Linked DNA regions of Mus musculus: all the other regions are linked to region 3. The links are chromatin contacts, called in public ChIA-PET and HiChIP or PLAC-seq maps. All regions are on one chromosome and are shown on one strand. The core of a region is the stretch at or near the end of the contact, and the rest is flanking DNA. Distances in the headings are between cores, read along the strand shown. Region 1 holds the start of Eya2 (EYA transcriptional coactivator and phosphatase 2). Region 2 overlaps Slc12a5 (solute carrier family 12, member 5). Region 3 holds the start of Slc35c2 (solute carrier family 35, member C2). Region 4 holds the start of Acot8 (acyl-CoA thioesterase 8).

The links. ChIA-PET counts read pairs in DNA pulled down with a chosen protein or histone mark. HiChIP or PLAC-seq counts read pairs in DNA pulled down with a chosen protein or histone mark.
Region 1: a contact with region 3 is called in an HNF4G HiChIP or PLAC-seq map of pancreatic cancer cells. The contact joins the promoter of Eya2 here to the promoter of Slc35c2 in region 3. A contact is called at or near these places in 1 of 115 datasets of contacts at active chromatin or transcription factors (pancreatic cancer cells) and 1 of 9 other capture datasets (pancreatic islet).
Region 2: an H3K27ac HiChIP or PLAC-seq map of SST interneurons shows a contact between it and region 3, with 4 times the contacts expected there. The contact joins the enhancer-like site here to the promoter of Slc35c2 in region 3. A contact is called at or near these places in 8 of 39 promoter capture datasets (the C10 cell line, cranial neural crest, embryonic stem cells and 5 more), 3 of 115 datasets of contacts at active chromatin or transcription factors (SST interneurons, embryonic basal ganglia and large pre-B cells) and 3 of 9 other capture datasets (adipose tissue, liver and pancreatic islet).
Region 4: an RNA polymerase II ChIA-PET map of memory CD8 T cells shows a contact between it and region 3, with 12 read pairs. The contact joins the promoter of Acot8 here to the promoter of Slc35c2 in region 3. A contact is called at or near these places in 4 of 39 promoter capture datasets (hippocampal neurons, liver, pre-B cells and 1 more), 4 of 115 datasets of contacts at active chromatin or transcription factors (the 230-238 cell line, acute myeloid leukemia, effector CD8 T cells and 1 more) and 1 of 9 other capture datasets (liver).

What each region holds. Positions count from the first base shown.
Region 1 is chr2:165,593,614-165,596,463 of GRCm38.p6, reverse strand. It overlaps Eya2 (EYA transcriptional coactivator and phosphatase 2), which reads right to left and starts at 1,436. Exons shown (of 16, transcript NM_001271963.1): 1 at 1,200-1,436.
Region 2 is chr2:164,993,498-164,996,424 of GRCm38.p6, reverse strand. Slc12a5 (solute carrier family 12, member 5) reads right to left here. Exons shown (of 26, transcript NM_020333.2): 19 at 2,616-2,785; 20 at 2,314-2,445; 21 at 1,388-1,495; 22 at 196-318; 23 at 1-103. Among named protein-coding and RNA genes, the nearest start is that of Slc12a5, 27 kb to the right of the region's middle. Within about 2 kb of position 1,559, at least 12 of the 459 cell types and tissues checked have an H3K27ac peak or open chromatin away from gene starts, as enhancers often do. A contact at or near this core is called in SST interneurons and hippocampal neurons, where this site is marked.
Region 3 is chr2:165,286,396-165,289,411 of GRCm38.p6, reverse strand. Slc35c2 (solute carrier family 35, member C2) reads left to right here and starts at 1,574. Exons shown (of 10, transcript NM_144893.2): 1 at 1,574-1,628. It overlaps Elmo2 (engulfment and cell motility 2), which reads left to right. Exons shown (of 21, transcript NM_080287.2): 21 at 1-1,381.
Region 4 is chr2:164,803,457-164,806,337 of GRCm38.p6, reverse strand. Acot8 (acyl-CoA thioesterase 8) reads left to right here and starts at 1,457. Exons shown (of 6, transcript NM_133240.2): 1 at 1,457-1,648. The coding sequence starts at 1,521. Zswim3 (zinc finger SWIM-type containing 3) reads right to left here and starts at 1,224. Exons shown (of 2, transcript NM_178375.2): 1 at 907-1,224. The coding sequence starts at 1,061.

The DNA.
Region 1 (2,850 bases), core at 187-2,686, 310 kb before region 3:
TTGGTCCCCACGGACAGCTGTGAATGTTGGGGTCTAACACATCTCCGAGGGCTGGTGTCTCTCTTAAGCTGACCCATGCTCTGGTCATAGAAAATTCTTTCATCCTAGCATCAAGGGCTTGTGGAATTAATAGAATCGGCTTCAAATACAACCACTGTCCCCAGTTATAGTTTCCTTGGGGCGGGAGTTCCCGACTCAGACATAATTCAAATGCTTCCCTGGTGTTTGTAAATCCTAGTACTTTCTCTCACTTCGTTAAACCTTCCCACCAGGAGTGGCTTCTGTACCTCGCACGACATATTTATATATAATATCGCGTTATATATTATATATACTTAAAGTCGTTAAAAGTTATGTAGCATTTCAGACTGAGGCGGGAAGAGGGAGGGAGGATAGGCGATAGCGTTTCTGCCTTGCTTTTTCCACAGGCAAGGAGCGAGGGCTGTCAAGTCTGAGCCCTGGGATGGTTTTGGGGCCCAATGTGCCTTGCAAGAAAATCTCACATTCAACTGCGGAGTAAAGAAAGCACTTTGAGGCTTTAGCGATGGGACACCTCTCCCAGTCCTGCTTCCCTAATACTCCGTGAGCGTGAGAGCTGTTTGAAATGCAATGAAGCAGCTAGGGCTAGTCCACAGCTGCCTGGCTATAGTAACTCAGGTCCGCGCGCTCTCCCCTTACTATGAAACCCAGTCTAAGCGTCCTGATGAAAAGTTGTGTTAAGTTTCAGCTTCAGAGTGAGCGCCCTGAGCTGGACCAGTGCGGGCTACAGGATAGTAAAGACTTTTCAAAAGAAAATCGACGTGGGGGAGGCTGGGCCACGGGCCCCAAGTTCCAGCGAGTTGCACAGCTCCTCGGCCACCCACAACCCCAGCCTTCGGACATCAGCTTGTCTCTTGGATCCTTTGGGTACAATCCGAGATTCAGCACGAGTCTCCTGAGTCTCCTCCGAGGCCAAACAACAAACCAAACGCAGAGACCCGGCCGCGTCCTGCACTTGTCCGGCGCACTGGAGTTGCTAACTTCAGTCACTGCGCCCCGCACCCCCCCTCACCTGGAACACAAGGGGAAACTGAGGCCCTGAGACCCAAAGGGATCTCAAGACTGGATCTGCTGCCGGCGGCCGAGTTTCCGCTCCTTTAGTGTCTACGGGGTCCCCGGGAGACGCGGTCCCACCCGGTGTCCCCGAGCGCGGTACTCACCCGCACAGTGCAGAGTCGTCCCGAGCGGGCCAGGCCGGGAGATGGCACGCGGAGCGAATGTCGCAGGGCTGCGGCAGCCTCCTGTGCCGGGGACCGGCCCCCTGTCCCGGCCGCGGGTCTCCTGCGCCCCCGCCGGGCCGCGCCGTGCGTGGGGGCCGCGGGGCGCGGCGCTGGCTCCGGGCGGGGAGTCGGCCCTGCAGTGCGCGCTGCTCTCGCTGCCGCCGCTGCGCTCCCGGAGGAGGGACGCGCCGGCCTCCTCCCTGCGGCGACGCCCACGCCGCCTCCCGGCCCCGCAGCGTCCTCACCGTGGCCAGGCGCGGCCCCAGAGAGTCAGCAGCGCAGACGGGGACCGCACACATGCATTCATCCGCCCATCATCCACCCACCCATCATCTATCTATCTATCTATCTATCTATCCATCCATCCATCCATCCATCCATCCATTCATTCATTCATCCATCCATCCTCCATCCACTCGACTGTCCGTGCCTGGTCAACTGCTCCACTACAATAAGACCAACTCGTTTTCTGTCATCCTGGAACTTTGCATCCACGTTGAGAGTGGGAATCACGAACAAAGAATCCAGGGAAAAAGGCAGCTGAAGAAAGTTGTAAATACCAAGGAGAGGGAAAGAAGGGCTTGTGGGTGGCCGGGCAGCAGAGCGGTCCAGGAAGATGTCTCTGTGGAGGTGTCACCTCAATTACAGGAAAGTGTGAGTGTGAGGGTGAGCGTGTATGTATTAGGCCAGAGGTCAGCAGTACTGTTTTTGTCAATAGCTCTCCCCCCACCCCCCAACGCAAGGTTTCTTTTTGAAGATGGAGGTTTTTGATTCAGGATTCAGCTGGAGGGGCTGGCCAGCAAGCTTGCTCCAGGGATCCTCCTGCCTCTGCCTCTTAGGCGACGCATTATAGGCACCTGCTGCCACGCCTAGCATTTTACTTAGCTACTGGGGATCTGAACTCAAGCCCTTCTGCTAGCATGGTGCTTTAATGACTATGCCATTCCCCAGTCCCAGTGCCTCCCTTATGGGGGCTCAGCTGGCTTCAGATTACTACTGCTGCTGCTCAGATACTGGGACTTCAGGTGTCTCCAAGTCAGGCTTTGGGTCCCTTAGCCAAACCAGTCAGTCTCTGGGCCCCTTATGAGTCCCTAGTGGGAAACTAGAAATGGGCCTCAGCTGGACCCCAGAGGTGAAAGATCTATTCCAAGTTTACACACGCCAGCTTCTTTTGGCTTCTCTAGCTGTGCTCAGGATAGATTAGGTGACTCTGAACTCTGACTTGTTCCAGAAGCTCCTGCTCTAGAAGATCTGATGCCCTCTGCTGGCCTCTGCAAGCACTGCACTCACATGCACAATTCCCCCCCCCCCCCCCAAATACAGACAATAAAAATAAAACTAGGGGCTGGAGGGATAGCTCGACAGTTAAGGGTCCTGTTACTCTTGCAGAAGACCCTGGTTAAGTTCCCAGAACTCACATGGCAGCTAATAGCTATCCTAACCAGGCCTGCACATGGTACACAGACATACGTACAAGCAGGATGCTCATACACAAAAAATCAAATCAAGTCGGAACCAGTTGTGAACCCTTTCCTTGATTTAGAGAGATAATCACCTGTATGTGTAATTCTTTAAAAGGGGTCCCCAAGTG
Region 2 (2,927 bases), core at 310-2,809, 290 kb after region 3:
GATGCACCTCTGGGTCTGTCTCCCTCTCCCCCTCGGGCTCCTCCCCTGGAGATGGCGAGCTGCTAGGGCAGCTGGGAGCACTCTGGTCATGGATCAGCTGCACCTGAGGTAGGGATGACAGGTCAGCAGGTGACACTTTTGGTGGCCAAAGTTTCTACTACCACTAGTCAGAGCCAAACCACCCCAGCCACTCGCCTCCTCCTCTGGCTTCTCCTCATTGTCACACGCTGTCTCTTCGGGAACATTGAGGCGGAGCCGGGGGTTGGCTGGATTCTTCCTCCGAATGGAGCCCCGAGACTCGTCTGTGATGCTCTGGATCTGGGGAGTGACACAGGTTGGTGCCAGCTCTGCTGGGGGGTCACCACCCACGCCCTGCCAAGAGCCATTACTACAGTGGATGCTTATCCGGGTTACACACATGCCTGAGTGGCACTCATTGTAAAAAAAAAAAAAAAAAAAAAAAAAACAGTGGAGTGCCTCAGGACCAAACACCTACTGCATGGCTACCCTGGCCTCTGGTCTCCAGAGCCCAGGCCTTCCTGCCATTGGCAACCAGCAGTCTAACACCTGGCACAGCAAGCCTGAGCCTAGCACCATGGTCCCAGGCCACTCTGGCTGGCCCCAGCACACAGCCTTTCTTATCACTTCTGCTATCACCCTGGGTGACACCCCTGTCCTTCAAGGGCCCATCACTCGTTTCCCTGAGCACCTCTCGGCCACATTCTGAAAGACAGATTCTCCCCACCCGAGAGACCTGAGAGAACCCGTGGTTCGCCTATGGGATCTGCTACTCATGCCCCAGGAGCCCTTCTGTCCACAGCCCTGGCTGTCATCCCTCACTTCCCCCAGGGACTCCGCTCCCTGGAGTGGATCTTTTTATCCGTGCTCCAGGGGGCCAGTGATTGAAACTGAAGAGACCTTATCCCGTGGTGCTCAGCAGCTCCTCTCCTGAGAGCCCTTCACTCAGCCCCTAGGAGGCTCGCCCCTGACTCCTACCCAACATCCATGTCTTTAAATACCCATCTGTTACCCACTCGGCGAGTCTGTTACATGAACCCTTGTCTCCCACACTGGCAGCACACACCCCCTGAGAACTTGTCATCCGTACATATTTAGCAGCCACTATTCTTCCTCGGGCCTAGAAGTCTCCTACAGAGGCGAAAGTCTGTTTCCATGCCAAAGTCCCTGTGAGGGGGCTGGAAAAGCGGCAACAGCTCCATGTAGCCCCACAGCAGGGGAGCCGAGCATTAGAAGGTGATGGCAGCTAAGGTGAATACAGCATTCTTGATGGCCAGGCGCGCACGGCAGGCCAGAACCTCCCACACCTGTGCAGGCCCACAGTCTGAAGTAGCTTGTGGCTCTGAGCACCTCATCAGGGGACCCTTACCTCCCGTTCCCGCTCGTTCTTGGTGAGGTGCATCTGTTTGAGGATCTGAGATCGTTGCTCCATTACTAATGTCTTCTCGTAGGTGTATGCCGAGATGTCGCTCTCATGCTATGCGCAGGGAAGAAGAGCAGCAGCAGCTGAGAACTAAGGAAGGCCAAGGTGGGGGAGGCAGGAGCCCTCCCTCCCACCAGCCTGCAGCTTCCTGTCACATGGCCTTGCACCAAGGCTGTAGGAGGCCAGGGACCAAACCGTGGCCTGGGAGAACAGGCAGCTCATTCCCTGTGCACCCAACACAGAGGCAAGGGTGTAAATTGTAAAGCGATGAATGTATTGATTAATTAATTAATTACCTGAGCGAATGAAGAAGGAAAAGAAGGGAACAAGAGATGAATGAACACATCCCAGGATGGATGGGGTGATAAGTGAACGGACACAAGGGTAGGTTAATGAACACAGCGTGAGGCACAGACACGCTGAGGGGGTGTGGAAAGACGGGAGTGGGACCGTGTGCCCACAGGGAACAGAGCATGCGGCAGCCCGCCTGGGTTTGAATCCTGCCTCTGCTGCTCATTGTGTTGTGCAGTCAGTCACCAGACCTTTCTGGGTCTCAATATCCTAGCTGGGAATGAAAACATCAATGTGTGTATCTCACTGGAGGCCATGAGAGCTCCGACTTGCCAAGTGCGCACAGCAGTTGGTCACAGAGTGAGCACTCTTCAACATGGCAGCTACTCTTGCGGCAGATGGCTGGCTGGCTGAACCCTTGGGTGAGTAGGTAAGAGGCTAAGACGAGTTCACAGGGGAAGGCGACCTGTATCATCCACTGACGGCTATGGCTATCCAAGTGGCCCTGATGGGTGCCGTGGCCAAAAGGAAAGAGCCCCCAGCTGGGACCTCAAGAACTTCAGAGGCTCCTAGGGACCTACCATCTCCACCACCTCCACCTCTGCAGTAATGCGTAAGTGGTACAGAAACGTGGTCAGGTCCTTCTTCATCTGGATACTGTTATCGTCCATCTGGGCCACGGTGAAGATCCGCATTTTGCATTTCCTCCAGACCTGCAAGGATCAACGGCGAATCCCAAAAGAAAGGTCCCGTAAGGGAGAGCAGAGGGCTCGAAGGCTGCGCTTGCCTAGAGCCTGGGGGCTTCCCCATGGATGGACCTGCATGGACACACCTACATGGACATTGACCCTTCCCCGCACCACACACATCCACAGGCACCCACCTTGTGGTGTCGCAGCAGGAAGGGCAGCAGCATGAGCATGCCCCCGTCGTGCACAATCCACCACACGTCAATGCTGCCCTCCGAGAAGCGCTCAGGGTTCCCGGGAAACATGGAAACATTCTTGGTGACCAGCAGGGCGAGGTGGCCGGCTGTAGTTTCCCGGACCAGTTCTTGGAAAGACCAAAATAGAACCAGAGGGCAACCGTGACCAGGTCTCCCGATACCCGGGAAAAGCTACAAGGTCTCCAGGCATCCAGCGCCCACCACACTCTGTCTGACCTTGACCTTGAACTCCAGTTATCAGAGTACCAG
Region 3 (3,016 bases), core at 325-2,824:
TTCAGTACTGGTAGCCTGGCATGGTGGGTACTACCCAGTGAAGAGTGTACTATATATTTTCTTTACTATAGGCCATACTTATACAGACATGTATATATATTTATATAAGATCTTCCTATCTTAGGATAGAATGTTTAAGGGAAAATAAAATCAAGAACAAAACTGTAGTGCTCTCAGTCATGAGCTGTGAGTGTAACCAGAGAGCAGCCAGGAGCTTCCTGTCAGTGATGTGTTTTCAATAAATACTCTTTCATGTAGACTGCTTCCTATCCACACCTCTTCCTCTGCACTTATTCCCTGTCCCAAGGGTGAGGAGCGGCCTGACAGCCTTCATTTCAGTGTGCCTGGGAGCATGTGGAGAGCTCCCAGCCACTCTGAGAGCATCTCCCTCTCCCCTCATCTCTCCTGCTCTTGTCATGCGCAAACTACTCACACCTGCTGGCTAAGGATGCTCACAGCTTGTGCTACAGGACAGAGCGTTTTCTGCTCAGTCGTGCTGGGTACAACGTGGAAAGGCATACTGTACACCCCCAAGAACCCATCCTCCCTTTTTCCCCTGCCAGGGACACAGCCAGGGAACAGCTCGAGTACTTGTGCCTTTCAAAGAAGACATGTTCCGCACCCCGCATGTTGCCTGCAGTTAGTGCCCAGCTTGCCAGCTGGTGCTTTAAGCTGGTGCTCCCATCAGCAGCCTTGGTAGCTGGGAGGTTTGAATGAAGGCAGTGATGAAAATAGATACTTCCCCTTGCCTCAGTCAGAAGGGGGTGAGGACAGGCGCTTTCAGAAGGCATAGAAAGTGCATGCAACGCAGGCTTTGAGGGCTGAACGAAGCCAAGACCTTGGGCTGCGATGGGCACCATTGTAGGTCTCAGGAAGCATTGAATCAACGAATGCTTTCGTGATGCCAGCTGGCAACAGCCTACAGCAGCAGTGTGCACAAAGCACAGCTTACACGCTGGCCTTGAGCCTTCTGCTAGGAGCCAGGAGCCCAGCCAAGTCATGTGCAAGGATTCCTGTTTGCAGCCAGTCCTAGTAGAGCCCGGATGAGCAGACGCCGAGAACTGGGCCAGCTCGGGTCTGCAGCCCTAGCTTGCATGGCTTAGAGGTTATCTTGCCCACATACTCTGTACCTGAAATGAGTCAAATCCAGGTGTGCTAAATTGGTGTTCTGCGGCCACTGTAACCTGCTTCCCTGGGCTCCCGGTAAGACTAGATCCTTCTTACCCCCTTCCTTTTGGGTTCCATTTCCTCTGCGATGAACTTCACGTACTCAGCCTATTGAATAATTCTCACAAATTTATAGGCATACGCAATGTCACAAAGTGTCCATTATCACTTTGCCAGGACGTTTTACTAATAAAATTTAATGGTTGTCATGTCATTTCCCTGCTGCTTGAAGTCCCTGAAGAAATAAGCCCTGTACAGAGTTATTAGTAGCTGTGATTCGTTCCTGGTGCCCGTTTAAGGGAAAGGTACAGAGGGACCGTGTTGGGAAGCTTGCTGTAGCCGCCTTAGAGATGCTCTGGCTCCGCCCACCCCACCGACTTCCGGCGGAAGTCTCGCCTCCTGAGGCACAGTGCCCACCTCGAGCTTCCGGCAGGAGGCTCCCGGCGAGAGCCTGGGCGGAGGTAAGTGGGCGTGTGGGCGGTCCCCTGCCTTCTCGCCCGGCCTCAGTTTCCCCAGCTTTCCAGTGGCTCTGGGCCCGTTCGCCTGGCATTCGCCGAGCACGTACGAGGGGCCGGGTCTTGGGGATGGGGGGAACCAGGTGGATACTGCCGAGCAGGCGCGGCAGGGACACGTGAGCAAACACAGTCGTCACGCGGTGTTAAGTGCCACGCGCAATGGGGGTCCTGGGGAAGGGGACCAGAGCAGAGAGCATCAGGTTGCCTTGCCGAGGAGGACGCCGGCTGATGTTCCGGGCACACGGCTGTACGTGGCGTTGCAGCTGGCAGGCAGGATCCAGGGAGAACTTGCGGACCCAGCCCCGGGGTCTCCGGTCTGTTGGGACCGGCAGTCTTAGTTTCTTTCCCTGATGCAACTTAAGGAAGGAAGGAAGAAAGAAAGAAAGAAAGAGCTTATTTCCCCCATAGTTCTTGGTGCTGTCCGTCGTGAGGAAGTCAGGGCAGTAAGTGCTTGAAGCAGCTGGCCACGTCGTTTCCACAGTTCTGAAGTATAGAATCTTGAGAGCCATCAGTGCCTGCTAGTGCACTCTCCCTTCTTTATGGAGGCCAGGAGTTCCTGCCCACAGCTACCTGGGTCTCCTCACATCGGTTAACCTGATCAAGAGAATCAATCCCTTCCTGGTATGCTCCGAGGCCCGTCTCCCAGGTGACCCTAGCTTCTGTCAGGTTGACCACACTAACCATTCCACCAGTCTCTGGCTCCTTGTGGACTGCAGGCAAGTGCAGGCAGTAGGTGAACGGAAACTGTGGTGTAGTGTGTGGTGGTGGGAGAGGAAGTGAAGAGAAGTGGGTGGGTCAAGGAATAACTAGAGGTGGACTTGACAAGGCAGGAGATGAGGGATGCCGAGGGAGGCAGCAATGGCTTCACTGGTGCTGACTGCCTTCTGCCAAAGAAAACAGTTGTTCGGTTGGCCGTTTCTAAGTGACTTGAGAGTCAGATGAAGACCCGAGGAATATTAAGGTAGCTCCTTGCAGCACCTTGAGGTTGAGCTGTCGGCTGGAGTTACGGGGTTGGTCGTGGTGGGCTGGGAATGAAGGCGGCAAAGAGAGGCTGGGCTGCAGCCCTCAGGCATCTGTGCTTACTGAATGAGTCAGAAAGAAGGAAGACTCCAGAGACTGTGGCAAGTTGCACCCGCTAGGTCTCTGAGGAGGAAGCTGTCAGTTTCGTGAGCAGAGCCACAGAAACCCGGGCTCTGGCGAGGTGACAGGGAAAGAGTAACTGCCTGGGTGAACAGCCTGACAGACTGAGGTAAGGGAGTGGGGCCTGACATTTGGAAACTTTGCTGTAGGTGACAGAATGACTCCTGCCATTCGCCAGTGCCAAGTGCTGCTCC
Region 4 (2,881 bases), core at 208-2,707, 480 kb after region 3:
CTTTTTACGAAGGGGCGGGGCTGCTTCCCATTTCTCTCTGTCTCTCCCTCCCGCCCCCCAACTCCCCACTTTGGTTTTTCAAGACAGGTTTTCTCTGTGTAGCCCTGACTGTCCTGGAAGCTGCTCTGTAGACCAGACTGGCGTCGAACTCACAGAGATCTGCCTGCCTCTGCCTCCTGAGTGCTGGGATTAAAGGCTTCCACCACCAACCCCCTTTCCCTGTATTTTTTTTTTTAAACCAAACTGATTTGTCTCAAACTCATGACCCGCCGGCCTCAACCTTTTCGCATTGGGCTTCTAAACCTGCACCCTTATTCTTTCTTTCAAAGAAAAACTAAAAGCTAAATTTATAGTAGGCTGTTTCACCTGAACCCTAAAAGCCCTGGCGTTTTCATCAGCTTTTAGCCCCTAAAGTCAAATGAGTCAGGGAGCTACCACCAATAATTCTGACACACAGCCCTGCAGAGTAAGAAAGGCACTCAGGGAGCACCACCTTGGATAAGGAAGGTGTTTGAAAACGGCTGTATCTGGAGCTCAAGAATCATTTACAAAATCAATCACCGAAAAGAACCAACCAACCAACCAATGAGCACCATTACTGCTTTGTAAAGAGGAGGCTAATGGAGGAAATTATTACTAAGGCGTTTCAATTCACTCCTCAACCAGCCTTGCGCTTGAGATAGATTCTCTCAACAAACAAATAAAACGGAAAAACAACAAGATGCAGTTACTGCGAATTCCCAGGAAAGCTCGTGAATGAAGGAGTGGGAGCAAGCGCGGCGGGTAGCAAAGGCCACGCCGGTGAGGTTTCCCTCGTTTTTCCGCAGGCACGGGGAACGTGGCTCCTCCATGCACGCCCTCCTCCTCCAGGCAGCCCTCCTCCCCACCCTCCTGCCCCGCCCTTACAGGATATCCTCGCGGAAAGAGGTGCCGTTGTTGAGGTTATGGAAGCGGACGGAGATGCAGTCCCTGACAATGAAGGAGCACCTGGTCTCCTTTTTGTAGGCGCTGAAACACTCCTTGAAGTCCTCGTAGGTCTTAAAGCAGCTGCCTAGCTCCATGGCCGGGGACTGGCCCTCCTAGAACCTAGAACCACGGCAGGGGTCAGAGGTCACTGGGTAACGGCTGGCACGGGCCCAGCTGCGGTCCCGAGTGAGTGGCTTACAGGGCGCTTGGGAGGAGCCCAGAACAGGAGGAGACCGGTAACAGCAACCTAGGGGCGACTTTGCTCAGTGACAGAAGAGGAAAGACGCTCATCCCTTATTATTCATCTCCAAGGCTCCGCCCCCTCGCTGATTCACCCAATCACACGCGGATGTCCAAAACTGACACAAATATCCTCCAATCTTAAGATAGAGCTAGCCGCGCCCACTCTGAAATTGACAAGCACATCGACCAATCACAATCTGCGTCTCGCTCCCCGGAGCCCTTGGGATTTCCGGCCCCTGGAGCGACCTTCCGGAAGCGCTGGGAGCCTATATAAGTTTCCGCGTTTCTCTCAACCGCAGCCAGCAGTGAAAATGTCAGCGCCAGAGGGTCTGGGAGATGCTCATGGCGACGCCGACCGCGGCGACCTTTCCGGGGACCTCCGTAGTGTGCTGGTCACGAGCGTGCTCAACCTCGAGCCGCTAGATGAAGATCTCTACAGGTAGCCGGTAGCGCCTCTGAACTAGGCTCGCACCCCTCTTTCAGTATAGAGTCGCGATTACTGCCATCTCCCTGTGAACCTCAGTTCTGGGGTTAAGAGTTGGATGCAAGCTCTGCTGCAGTTAGAAGGCATGTCCCTGGCATCCATCCTTGCTTCCTCTTCAGGAGGCGATCTGGGGGGTGGGGGGGGAAGGTGTGTGTGTGTGTGTGTGTGTGTGTGAGAGAGAGAGAGAGAGAGAGAGGGAGAGAGGGAGAGAGGGAGAGAGGGAGAGAGGGGACAGAGACTCCGCTACCCCACAAGGCAGCTTAATCTGGTAGACTGAGTGTGCGTGTGTGTTCGTTTGTTCAAGCCATCCCTTAATGTCTGGTAAGTCATTACTTATCTTTCACTGAAGTGGGTTTGTAACAATTTTTTTGTTTTGTTTAGAGACAAGATGTCACTAAATATAGTCCTGGATGACCTGGAATTCACTATATATATATGAATGGAGAGGGAGAGAATGAGAGAGAGAGTATATATATATACACAGCAAGTTGGCTTGGAACCCACAGGGATCCACCTTCATTTGTCTCTTAAGCGCTGGCAGGAGTTCACCACCAGGTCTAGCTGGTTGTCTTGTTTTGTTTTGAGACAGGCTTTCTGTATAGCCCTCCCTGGCTAACCTGGAACTCTGTGTAGACCTGGCTGGCCTTGAGCTCACAGAGGCCAGTGTATCTCTGCCTCCCAAATCCTGGGCTCAAAGGTGTGTACCACCATGCCTGTTCAGTGACAGTTCTGACCCATGCAGCCCTTACGACTTTATCAGAAGCTATCGTTCTTCCAGCTAGGTAATTACTGTCTTGGGCCAGGAGCGCTTTTCAAATTGTTCTGTAAAGAAAAAACTGACAATCTCAGGGTTGAGTGCTAGGACTCAGGGTTCAGGCTCCAGCACTGGGCAAGCCCTTTCACCTAGATTAATCTGCAGGTAGCCGGCAGCGCCTCTGATTTCGGCTAGATTAATCTGCATTCAGTTTCACAACCTCAGACTGTTTTTTTTTTTTTTTTTTTTTTTTTTTTTTTAAGGGAGTTATATGGGAAGTCTTGAAGTCCTTTTAGCTCTGAAACTAGTTCCTGGAAGAGCTGCCTTGTCATGGTTAAGGAGTGCCAGCAGCAAGCCTTCATCCACACAACCCAGTCCCAGATCTGTTTTTTTTGGAGTTCCTCATGTCTGTTCAAGGCCTCAACAAACTTCTG